Linked DNA regions of Sus scrofa: region 2 is linked to region 1. A link is a contact called in public HiChIP or PLAC-seq data. All regions are on one chromosome and are shown on one strand. The core of a region is the stretch at or near the end of the contact, and the rest is flanking DNA. Distances in the headings are between cores, read along the strand shown. Region 1 has its middle 23 kb from the start of SPG20. Region 2 overlaps SMAD9 (SMAD family member 9).

Evidence for each region. HiChIP or PLAC-seq counts read pairs in DNA pulled down with a chosen protein or histone mark.
Region 2: a contact with region 1 is called in an H3K27ac HiChIP or PLAC-seq map of alveolar macrophages. The contact joins two enhancer-like sites. A contact is called at or near these places in 21 of 47 Hi-C or Micro-C datasets (adipocytes, adipose tissue, alveolar macrophages and 13 more) and 2 of 2 datasets of contacts at active chromatin or transcription factors (alveolar macrophages and skeletal muscle).

The regions. Positions count from the first base shown.
Region 1 is chr11:12,367,091-12,372,025 of Sscrofa11.1, forward strand. No RefSeq gene overlaps it. Among named protein-coding and RNA genes, the nearest start is that of SPG20, 23 kb to the left of the region's middle. Within about 2 kb of position 1,296, at least 4 of the 83 cell types and tissues checked have an H3K27ac peak or open chromatin away from gene starts, as enhancers often do. A contact at or near this core is called in alveolar macrophages, where this site is marked.
Region 2 is chr11:12,708,485-12,713,753 of Sscrofa11.1, forward strand. The region is part of intron 3 of SMAD9 (SMAD family member 9); the gene reads right to left. Among named protein-coding and RNA genes, the nearest start is that of SMAD9, 17 kb to the right of the region's middle. Within about 2 kb of position 3,242, at least 7 of the 83 cell types and tissues checked have an H3K27ac peak or open chromatin away from gene starts, as enhancers often do. A contact at or near this core is called in alveolar macrophages, where this site is marked.

The DNA.
Region 1 (4,935 bases), core at 46-2,545:
CCTGTGATCTCCAGTCTATGAATAAATACTGACATAATGATGATGGCGGTGGTGGAGACATAATTCTTACACGTCTAGGGGTCCACATGGCTTATTTTCAGAACAAAGCCACATCCTAAGGCGAATTTAGAAGCAAGGAAATTTTAAAATGTGACTACACTCTTTGCTTTTATTCACTGAAGAACATTAGCAGGGTGGCTCTTAGCGAAAGCCCCCTTCTCCTCTCTCCAATTTTCCTGGGCTACAGGATCTCTTCCGATGTCAATGCTCTAAAACTATCCCTCCAGCTCTGCCTTACATTTACTTCTTCTCTTTTTCCCGTTCTTATTTTAATACTCTGGCTTCTATTCTAGCAATCAAAAAAAGGTCTTATTTATTTAAAGAGAAGAGGGAAGGGGACAAGTGGGCATGTGTTATTTTTACTGAATGACTGGCTGGGCTAGAAGTGCAGGCTCAGGGAAGGCATCCGACTTAGTAATTTTGATAGTTAATAAATTTTGCTGCAGCACAACAGCTAGCCCTCGATTATGCTAGTACCACACTGCAAGCCCAGGTTAGATGCTGTACTTGTGTTGTATCATTTAAGTCTTAGCAGCCCCATTATAAAGGAGAGACATCTGAGCTGCTGAGAGGATAGTTGATATTCCCACAGACACATTGTGTAACAGTGGGTATATCAGGATTGAATTCAAGTCTTTCTTCTTCCAAAGTTTGTGCATCTGCCACTGGTCACTATGCTTATTATCCTAAAATTCAAAGGGAAACAACTAAATCATTAATATACATCATTTGGATTAAATACTGGTCAAAGCATCAAGGCACAAAAATGTGATTATTATGCAGCAACTTAATAGGCCTACATAGCCATTGAAATTTATAAATAATGATTGAAAAAATATTAAATGGAGTTTAGTATACATATAATTATAATCATTCAAAACTAAGTGTACACATAATTAAAATTCATAGAAGTCATAAAGATGCAAAACATGTCTATCAAGGGGAAGGGAAGGGGGTTACATTTTTCTCCACAAACATTTAAACTTTTCATGACTGTCTTTTTTGAGAGACTGTCATTCCTAGACTGTACAGATTCTGTTGATCACAAGCTTTGCAAACTCAAATTCAAGCCAGCATAGCTAAACTCCCATTATTTTGGGAGATGGAGACAATTCATATTTCTCATCTCCTTACCCTGTTTCTACCAAAATAGTACTTGACAGTAGCATAACCTAAAACAAAATCAACCCGAATCCCTGCTCTCCTGCCCTGCAGGGGGCACTGTGGGCTTGTTTATAACAAAGACTGGCGGTGCCAGCTCCAAGCACAGGGATAAATTGGCGAAGTCTGCTGCTCCGCCTGCCTTCAGGCCCATTTCTCTGATATCAGACACCCAGCCGGCCAGACTCTGGCCCTCCCTGCTCCGCCTGACCACTGTGATAGTCATCCTATATAAAAGACTGGGGTCATTTCAGGTGTGACTTCTCTTGGGAAGACTTGGGTCAGATCTTGCAGCCTCGCTGTCTGAGGGAAGCGGAGACCCTAAGCTAAAGGGACCGAGGCATTGCTGAGAAGGCAGGAAAGACACACTTCAAGCCAGGCTCACTCTTGCTGCCCAATGCTGCACACCTTTTTTGCTGGTGGTAAGATGGCCTTCCTAAGGGTTGTATCCTTAGAGGAAAATGTTCTTTTTTTCTTTTTCATTGCAATTCTGCTGTTTATAACTTTCATGAAAGAGTGATGTTTGAAAGGGAGACCTTTGGGAGTTTCTGTCCTGACTCAGTGGTTAATGAATCCAACTAGAAACCATGAGGTTGCGGGTTCGATCCCTGGCCTCGATCAGTGGGTTAAGGATTTGATGTTGCTGTGAGCTGTGGTGTAGGCTAGTGGCTACAGCACTGATTAGACCTCTAGCCTGGGAACCTCCATATGCTGTGGGTGCAGCCGTAGAAAAGACAAAAAGATTTTAAAAAAAGAAAAGAAAAAAAGACTTTTGAGACTTTTGAGAGTATATAAAATAGCTTTCTGTGCTCATATGTCAATTCATGCATTTTCTCTATAGGAGTACCCCTTTTTCCTAGACATCTGGTGTGAAAGTTCAAGATTCAATAAAACCACCATTCTCTTGAGCATATTTACTTTAAATCCAGTTTTTTTTTTTTTTTTATAATTCATCATAGGATGTTTCACTTTGCTCCAGATGTCAGGCTGTGTTCAGACTCCGAGCTCCTAGCAGGCAAGACATTCTGTGTCCCGGGCAAGAACTTGTGGTTGATGACGTATGATTCAAGAAGGGATTTCCTAAGCATAAACACTTCATCTTATGCTCTCTCTGTACTTAGTGCCTTTTTATGCCCATTGTATTCAGGAAGTTGCCTAATATCAAAGAGCCGACAGTTCCATTCTCCCATCCCGTTGCTTACAGCGTCTGCATCATGTCATGTGCAGGGCCCTGTACCCCGGATCCAGGTTTACATCGTGTACCAATGAGCAGAGACATTTTTTTAAAATGAAGAACAACGATCTATAGTTCAGAACGCCCGACTACACATATGGAATTTAAATTTAAGTTTTTTAAACGCCTATTAAATCTGGAAGATGACACGAATCATATTTTACTCTCCTTATTCTCAGCATGACATTGTTTGAGAACAAACTACAATGAGTTAGTCTTCTATAAGAAGATGATCTATTAAGAATGGCTCTTTGACTTCCTGTGTTTCTGGTGCAGCCCAAACTCCCACTTCCAGGCAGGCTGCTATGGTCTGGGCAGAACTTTTCACTGGGCTTCTGGAGAAACAGAATGGAGCTCCCCTCTGGAACTCATCAGCTATGGACCAGGATTAATTCGACTCTTCACATGCCCCACATCGTGTGACCGGCCATATGGAGCGGAGGGTGTTTCCCTACGCGGGCCGGGCCCTCCAGCCCTCTTCCCTCTTGCCGCTTCTCCTTCTTCAGTGTGCAAATTCCTGGATTCTTATAAGCCTGATAGACTCATACTACTCTTTCAGGAACCAGTTCAGAAATGTCACCTTCTCTGTGACATCTTACTCAGTTTTTTCCCAGACAGACCTCTTCCCTCTTCTTAGTTCATGTTCTGTGGCTGGCACTATTAAATATGTAAAATATCCAGAAACAGCAAAATTGAAACCACCAGATCAGTAAAACAGGATTTAGTGAGAAATCAGTGCGCCTATAAGAGTAGTTTGAGAACTGGGAGTAGAATGAGGCTTAGAGGTTTATTGTTATAAGACAGCTCATACAGTAAAAATGCAGAGGCTGTTTATTCTTTATCTGCCATTCTCATACCAGCTTGAGACGGTTTGTTATATAATTTGTCATATTGAATTACAGATCCTTGTTTCCATGTCTTTATCCTCCAGCTGCAGCTCTGTCCTCCTCACCTGGCCTAGTACCTGGCAACCAGTATATTCTCAGTAATTGTTCACTGAAATGAGAAGCAGGACCACATGAAATTCAATTGCATCTAGAATCCTTCCAGACATCAGGGCCCCAATTGGTGATCTCATTAATGATATGGCCAGTTCTTTTTCTCATCTAATTGACTTTTCAGCACAACTGACACAACTGAGCACTGTCTTCTTGAAACATTTTCTCTCTTTGGTTTTCAGGACATCACATTCCCATCTCCACTTAATCCTAAATATTGAAGCACATGAGGCCTCTGTATATGCCACGTTTTCTTTATCCATTCATCCACTGATGCACACTTAGTTTGTTTCCGTATTTTGGCTATTGAAAATAATGCTACAGGGAACATGGAGGTACATATATCTTTTTGAAAGATTATTAAAAAAAAAAAAAAAAACCCAGAAGTAGAATTGCTGGATCATAGGGTAGTGCTATTTTTAATTTTTTTTTTTTTTTGGCTTTTTGCTATTTCTTTGGGCCGTTCCCGCGGCATATGGAGGTTCCCAGGCTAGGGGTTGAATCGGAGCTGTAGCCGCCAGCCTGCGCCAGAGCCACAGCAACGTGGGATCCAAGCCGAGTCTGCAACCTACACCACAGCTCACGGCAACGTCAGATCCTTAACCCACTGAGCAAGGGCAGGGACCGAACCCGCAACCTCATGGTTCCTAGTCGGATTCGTTAACCACTGCGCCACGACGGGAACTCCTATTTTTAATTTTTTGAGGACTCTCTACATTGTTTTCCATAGTGGCTACACAAATTTATGTTCCCAGCAAGGCTTCCCTTTCTCCACGTCTTTGCCAATACTTATCATTTTTCTCATTTTGATGCTAGCCACTCTAGCAAGTGTGATGTTCTGTCTTTCATGTGGGTTGTTTTTTGTTTTTGTTTTTTTGTTTTTTTTTGGTCTTTTTGTATTTTTCTAGGGCTGTACTCGCGGCATATGGAGGGTCCCAGGCTAGGGGTCCAACCTGAGCTGTAGCTGCTGCCCTACACCAGAGCCACAGCAATGGGGGATCTGAGCTGCGTCTTTGGCCTTCACCACAGCTCAAGGCAATGCCAGATCCTTAACCCACTGAGCAAAGCCAGGAATAGAACCTTCATGCTCATGGATACTGGTTGGGTTTGTTACCACTGAGCCATGACAGGAATTCCCTCTTCTGTTCATTTTTTTAATCAGACTTTTTTTCCTATGGAGTTGTATGAGGGTTTTAAAAAATATGTATTTATTATAGTAACCCTTTATCAGATATATGGTCTGCAAATATTTTCTCCCACTTGGTAGGTGGCTTTTTGATTTTGTTACTGGTTTCCTCTGCTGTGCAGAAGCTTTTTAGTTTGATATAGTCCCACTTGTATAATTTCGTTTTTGATGCCTTTGTTTTTAGGTCACTGCGAATGTTCTTAATGCCGGTGTATTTTATACTTAAAATAGTTACAATAGTAAATGTTACGTTCTGCCTGTTTTAACACACACACACACAATTATAGAAACAAGCT
Region 2 (5,269 bases), core at 1,992-4,491, 340 kb after region 1:
AGTGGACACACACAGTACCATGGAAATGTTACTTAACTGCATACCCTAAACCCACTTTGGAGGCAACAATAAATGAAGTTCAAATTTTATTTTATCAACAATTATAAATCCACTTCTTTGAAGAATTACCTCAAAGAGGAGTTCCAATCGTGGCTCAGCAGAAACGAATCTGACTAGCATCCATGAGGACGCAGGTTTGATCCCTGGCCTTGATCAGTGGGCCAAGGATCCGGCGTTGCACAGCTAGAATCCCGCATTGCTGTGGCTGCGGTGTAGGCCGGCGGCTGCAGCTTCAATGCATCCCCTAGCATTGGAACTTCATATGCTGCAGGTGCAGCCCTAAAAAGACAAAAAAGGAAAGACCTCAGAGATCTATTCCATTTTAAAGCTTATCACTTACAGTTATAGATCATAGAAATAACCCCATTTTTACCTATGAACTGTGAAATTTGTGCCACATTTTTCAGATATAAAGACACACAATCAAAATGTGGTTTATGCTACTTTGTCTCCCAGTCTCAGAGCTAAAAGGCAAAGCGCTTTCTGAGGATGCTGCCTCACACTCATCTTCACTCCAAATTAAGTTTTAGTTGATGCTTTCCCTCCAAATGTCTGGGTTTCAGATTCAACATAAATTGACAGCAAGGGACTGGGGCGTATTTACACCAGAACAGTTGTCCTCCAACCTGCAGCAGAAACAGTTCTGAGAGCACTACACCAGGACTGTAAATCAATCACCGGGCGGTGACAAGGGGCTAAAGACATGGCTCTGAAAATACTTCAGGTGAAAGATTTGGGATCTTTTAAAAACAAAATTTTTTTTTAAATAAATGAAACTGAAAGACCTCAGGGGTGCTCAGACCGCACTCTGCATAACTCCGCATTCAGTGACGCCGCCAGATCCTTAAGCACCAGACCAGGCCATCAGGGAGCTTAACTGTACATTTGGGAGAAATGCTCTCTGTCAGGTTCTAAGCAGCCACTGAGGCAATTTTCATTGTATGTGACTACTTCCCGCCAGCTTTATGATTTCCGTTTCCCATCTCCTTTCCCGTAATAGTTTTAGAAAAGTACGGTTTTCAGTATTATGTATTCCAACCACAAGTACCAACATAGTCTGAAGAAACTGATCCAGGGTCACAATGAGAAAGTAGAGCCCGTGATATTGGGGCCAAGGTTCCCTCTGGCCGCCCAGGTGAGACCACTCCCCTCCTCTGCTCAGCCTTCCTCGCCCTCCTCTTCTTTCTCACCTCCATTATTCACATCCCTGAGCAGCCTGGCATCTAACACCCGTGGCCCTGGCCTTGAAGAGTAGGTAGAAGGACAGTCCTAATTGGCTAAGACACAGTTAACGTGGCTGCACTGACCGACAGGTAAGAGGTGAGGCCGAGGCAAATCCCAGCCACTTCTTTTAAACACTCCCAGGGGAAGGCCTGCCTCTGGGGGGCTCTGTGGTTTTTGCAGAGAGAGACAGCAAGTGGTAAAAGAGCTACAGCGTGAGGCTGCTAAGCGTTTAGCATGTCTTTGAATTGAATGACCTTCACATATATAATCCTCCCAGATCTATTAAGGAGGATAGATAAGATCTTTGTTACCTGACTCTGGTCTTTATTTAGGGGATGATTTTCAATCCTGTTACATTCTTATCCGCAACCACAGACATGCTGACAGAGCATGGAAAGCAGAGAAGAGCCTGGACGAGGAAGCAGCAGTTTTGCTTCCTGAGCGAGAAAAAGGGGCAGAGCCAACGGGATGCGCTTGGCTCTGAGCACCAGTATAGGAGGGATTTCAACCCCGGTGTGAAGGAGGCTAGGTTTTGGCTAAAGACAGCAGCATCTAAAAATTTTATTTGCATCCACTTGACAAGCCAGAAAAGTGGCTTGAAACCACATGTATGAGATGCTAGATTGCCATAGGGAATAGAGAACATTTAGGATAAATGCCCAAAGAAGGTGCCACCTGAGAGAGAGAGAGAGAGAGAGAGAGAGAGAGAGAGAAGCTGGGCAACGTAGTCCTCAGGCAAGTTCTACCTACTCCTTGGACTACATCTCCCTTGGGCTGTGTCACAGTTTTCCATCTGTGAGTGCCTGCACCCAACCTACAGGAGATTAGGGAGTCTGGAGTCCCGTGTGGTGGTTAATTAGGACTCAGGGTTTGATTTGGGTCTGTCGAGTCGGACTGCAGGTTGTTCCTCTCTGGTCGTCTTCTGCAGCCTTGAATGACAGATGATGGAGCAGACAGAGGAGGGCAGGTTTGTTAGGCTGGTGAGCAGATGCCAACGCTCTGGAATCTACTACCAGTGAGAGGGGGGAGCCAGCATCCCAAAGTAGAAGGAAGATGCACGGATCCCCTCCTGAGTGGGAGGGAGGGAAAGCACTCTCATTACCCACGGCCCTGCTCAGACCCCTGATGGCTCTCCACTTTGCTTAGAAAACACCCTGAACCTACCAGCACAAACTCAACATCCTCCCTGGAGTCTGTGACTGATCTTCCCCTTGCCTTTGCTGCCCTACTTTCTGAATGCCTATTCTAAAAACTGGGCTGGTTGTCAGGATCATCTGGAACTTTAAGAAAATATCTTCTGATGATACTTTCAGAAGTTCCTTATGTCATTAGACACGTACTTAGACACACAGGAGAAAGGATATAAGGTCTGAGATTTGTTTTAAAATACTCTTGCAAAAATACTGTGGGAGTTCCCGTCATGGCACAGCAGAAACAAATCCAACTAGGAACCATGAGGTTGAGGGTTCAATCCCTGGCCTCACTCAGAGGGTTAAGGATCCGGCATTGCCGTGAGCTGTGGTGTAGGTCACAGACACAGCTTGGATCTGGCATTACTGTGGCCCTGGCATAGGCTGGTGGCTACAGCTCTGATTAGACCCCTAGTCTGAGAACCTCCATATGCTGAGAGTGCAGCCCTAAAAAAAAAAAAAAAAAAAAAAAATACTGTGGCAGGCTGGAGGAAAAGAATGGCACAGAATGTGACTCATTATTGAAACTGGAGTTGGTCATATGAAGATTTAGTCCATGACTCTACTTTTGTGTATTTTTGAAATTTTCCAAAATAAAAAAAAGTTTTAATGTAAGACAAAAAATAATATAAAAATAGAGATTTCCTGATCTATACCAGGGCTTTGGTCCATAGGATGGAGGTGAGCCCACCCAGGACTGTGCCCAGGATTGTGCACTGCACAAACCCAGGCTGTGCCTCAGTCTTCAGAGTTGTGTAATTATCACAAGACTTCTCCAGCAGATGGCAGTAACTTCTCTTGAGAAAGAGACTCCTTCCAATTCACAGAGAGCTGGCCTTTAGGCTCTCAGCTAAGTCAGTCCTCTAAAGCTGGAGTTGAAGACTTGAAGTCTCTCTGGACAATGTGATAAACAAGCAGCTTTGGGCCGAACTGAACTCTACTGAATGCCCCACCCTGCGTTCACATACTCAGTGACTCTGCCGGGGTGGGTGCACCGGGATGTTTTCTCTCTCAGCACAAGTGCAGCCATCCCAGCCCGACCCATCCTCACGGGAGCAAGAAACTCACTAGAGGAAACTTAGAACATACAGAGACGCAAAGAATAAAAATCAGCCACAAATCCACAGCCCAGAAATGATCAAAGCTAACATTTATCATAGACCTTTCAGTCTTTTATGTGCATGTTTTAAACAAAATTGGGATCACACTCTACAGGATCTTTCACAACCTGTTTTTCATGTGTTAAAGTATTTTGAACATTTTAAGGATTCTACAATATCCTGTGTGAAACTGCAACAGTACAACGTTCGGCGGTCGGTGTTAAAACTTGTTAGGATTTGCTTTTTCAGGGATGAGAAGCCTTATACACATTCAAAGTCCGAAGGCAAAGGACATTTTGAGATGGGGAAACTAAATCCATTGGGAAAGGAAGCAATCCCCAAATCACCTTGACATGCAGGCCCACTTTCTAAGGAACTGACAAACCAAACCAGGCCTTCAGGACTAATGTCTTTCACAAAATAGGAGGCATTACTAGAATTCTACAGAACCACTTGAGAGGTGCAAGAAAATAAAGATTCATAAAAGGATGAAGAACACAAATTCCAAAGCTGATCTGGAATCTATGATGATTATGTTCAGGAAGGTCTTGGTTTGCTTCAGCAAATTCATCATCTGGTGCTAATGCCTCCAGAATTATCATAACTACCTACTCTTTCTCCCACGAGGGGAAGCACAGCTAGCAGCCAGACAACGCAGCCTGTCTGCAGCTACAAAGGAGAAACATGCCCATCCTGCTCCGAGGGTCTTTTCACACTGAGAACCTGGCACAGGTCATTGCTAGGGTCAGTGGCGCTGCCTTCAGTTACAGCGCAAATCACAGGCGCTTAGGGATGACAGTGCTATTGATTATGATTATATTAAGTCGTGCATCTCTAGGAAATATAATCCAACCTCAATCTCCTTAAAAGCACACGTATGCTCATGCAGTCCATTCAAAACTGTGGTTTTCCTCATTATTTGGAAATCACGGCCATCCTAAGAGCCACTCTAGAAAAGCAGGCGCGTTGTATACTCCAATGATCCAAATCGGCTTTCCAAACCATCAGAAAATAATCTTTGCCTTATTTTGTGCAGTCACAAATAAGTGTGATATGTCAGCAGGGCTTCACCTTTTTTTCTAAAAAGATCCTTATAACCACAACCCCCTTTTCTGGAATATTCCTGTAAGGAAAATATGAAATCTCTGATTTCCATTTTTAAAGCATATAATTGTAAAATGTCACCACTTTAGTACTATTAGAGCCTTATTTCAACATCTCAGGGTTGATTAGGATGTACCATGGCTGTGGCATGTGGCGTTTTTGTTCCATGTGGAAAGATTCAGTTCCTCAACCAGTGACTTAAGAGGGGTGCTGAGACAGAAGAGCAAGGAGGGACCCCCCTCCCAGCAGAGGGGAGCCATGGGACCCAGGAGACAAGCCATGAGCTTAGCCCTACCATTACTCATGGGACCATGGGCAAGCTACTCAACTCTCTGAGCTGCCCCTGTCTCCTCTGGAAAATGAGTGACAAGAAAAGTAACACCTGTAAGTGCCTTCCAGGCTGCTTCCCATAGATTGGGGAATCCATGGGAGCAGCTACCAGCCATTCGAAAGAGTTCGAGTGCTTTGCTTGGTTTTCAAGGAAGAACACGGACAGACCTATGTTAGAATGCAGTGCTGCAGGGTCTGTGAGGTCCTCCCTCTGACGAAGCAGTAGCCTCTGCTATTTAAAAGCACTTGGCTAAAGAGGTC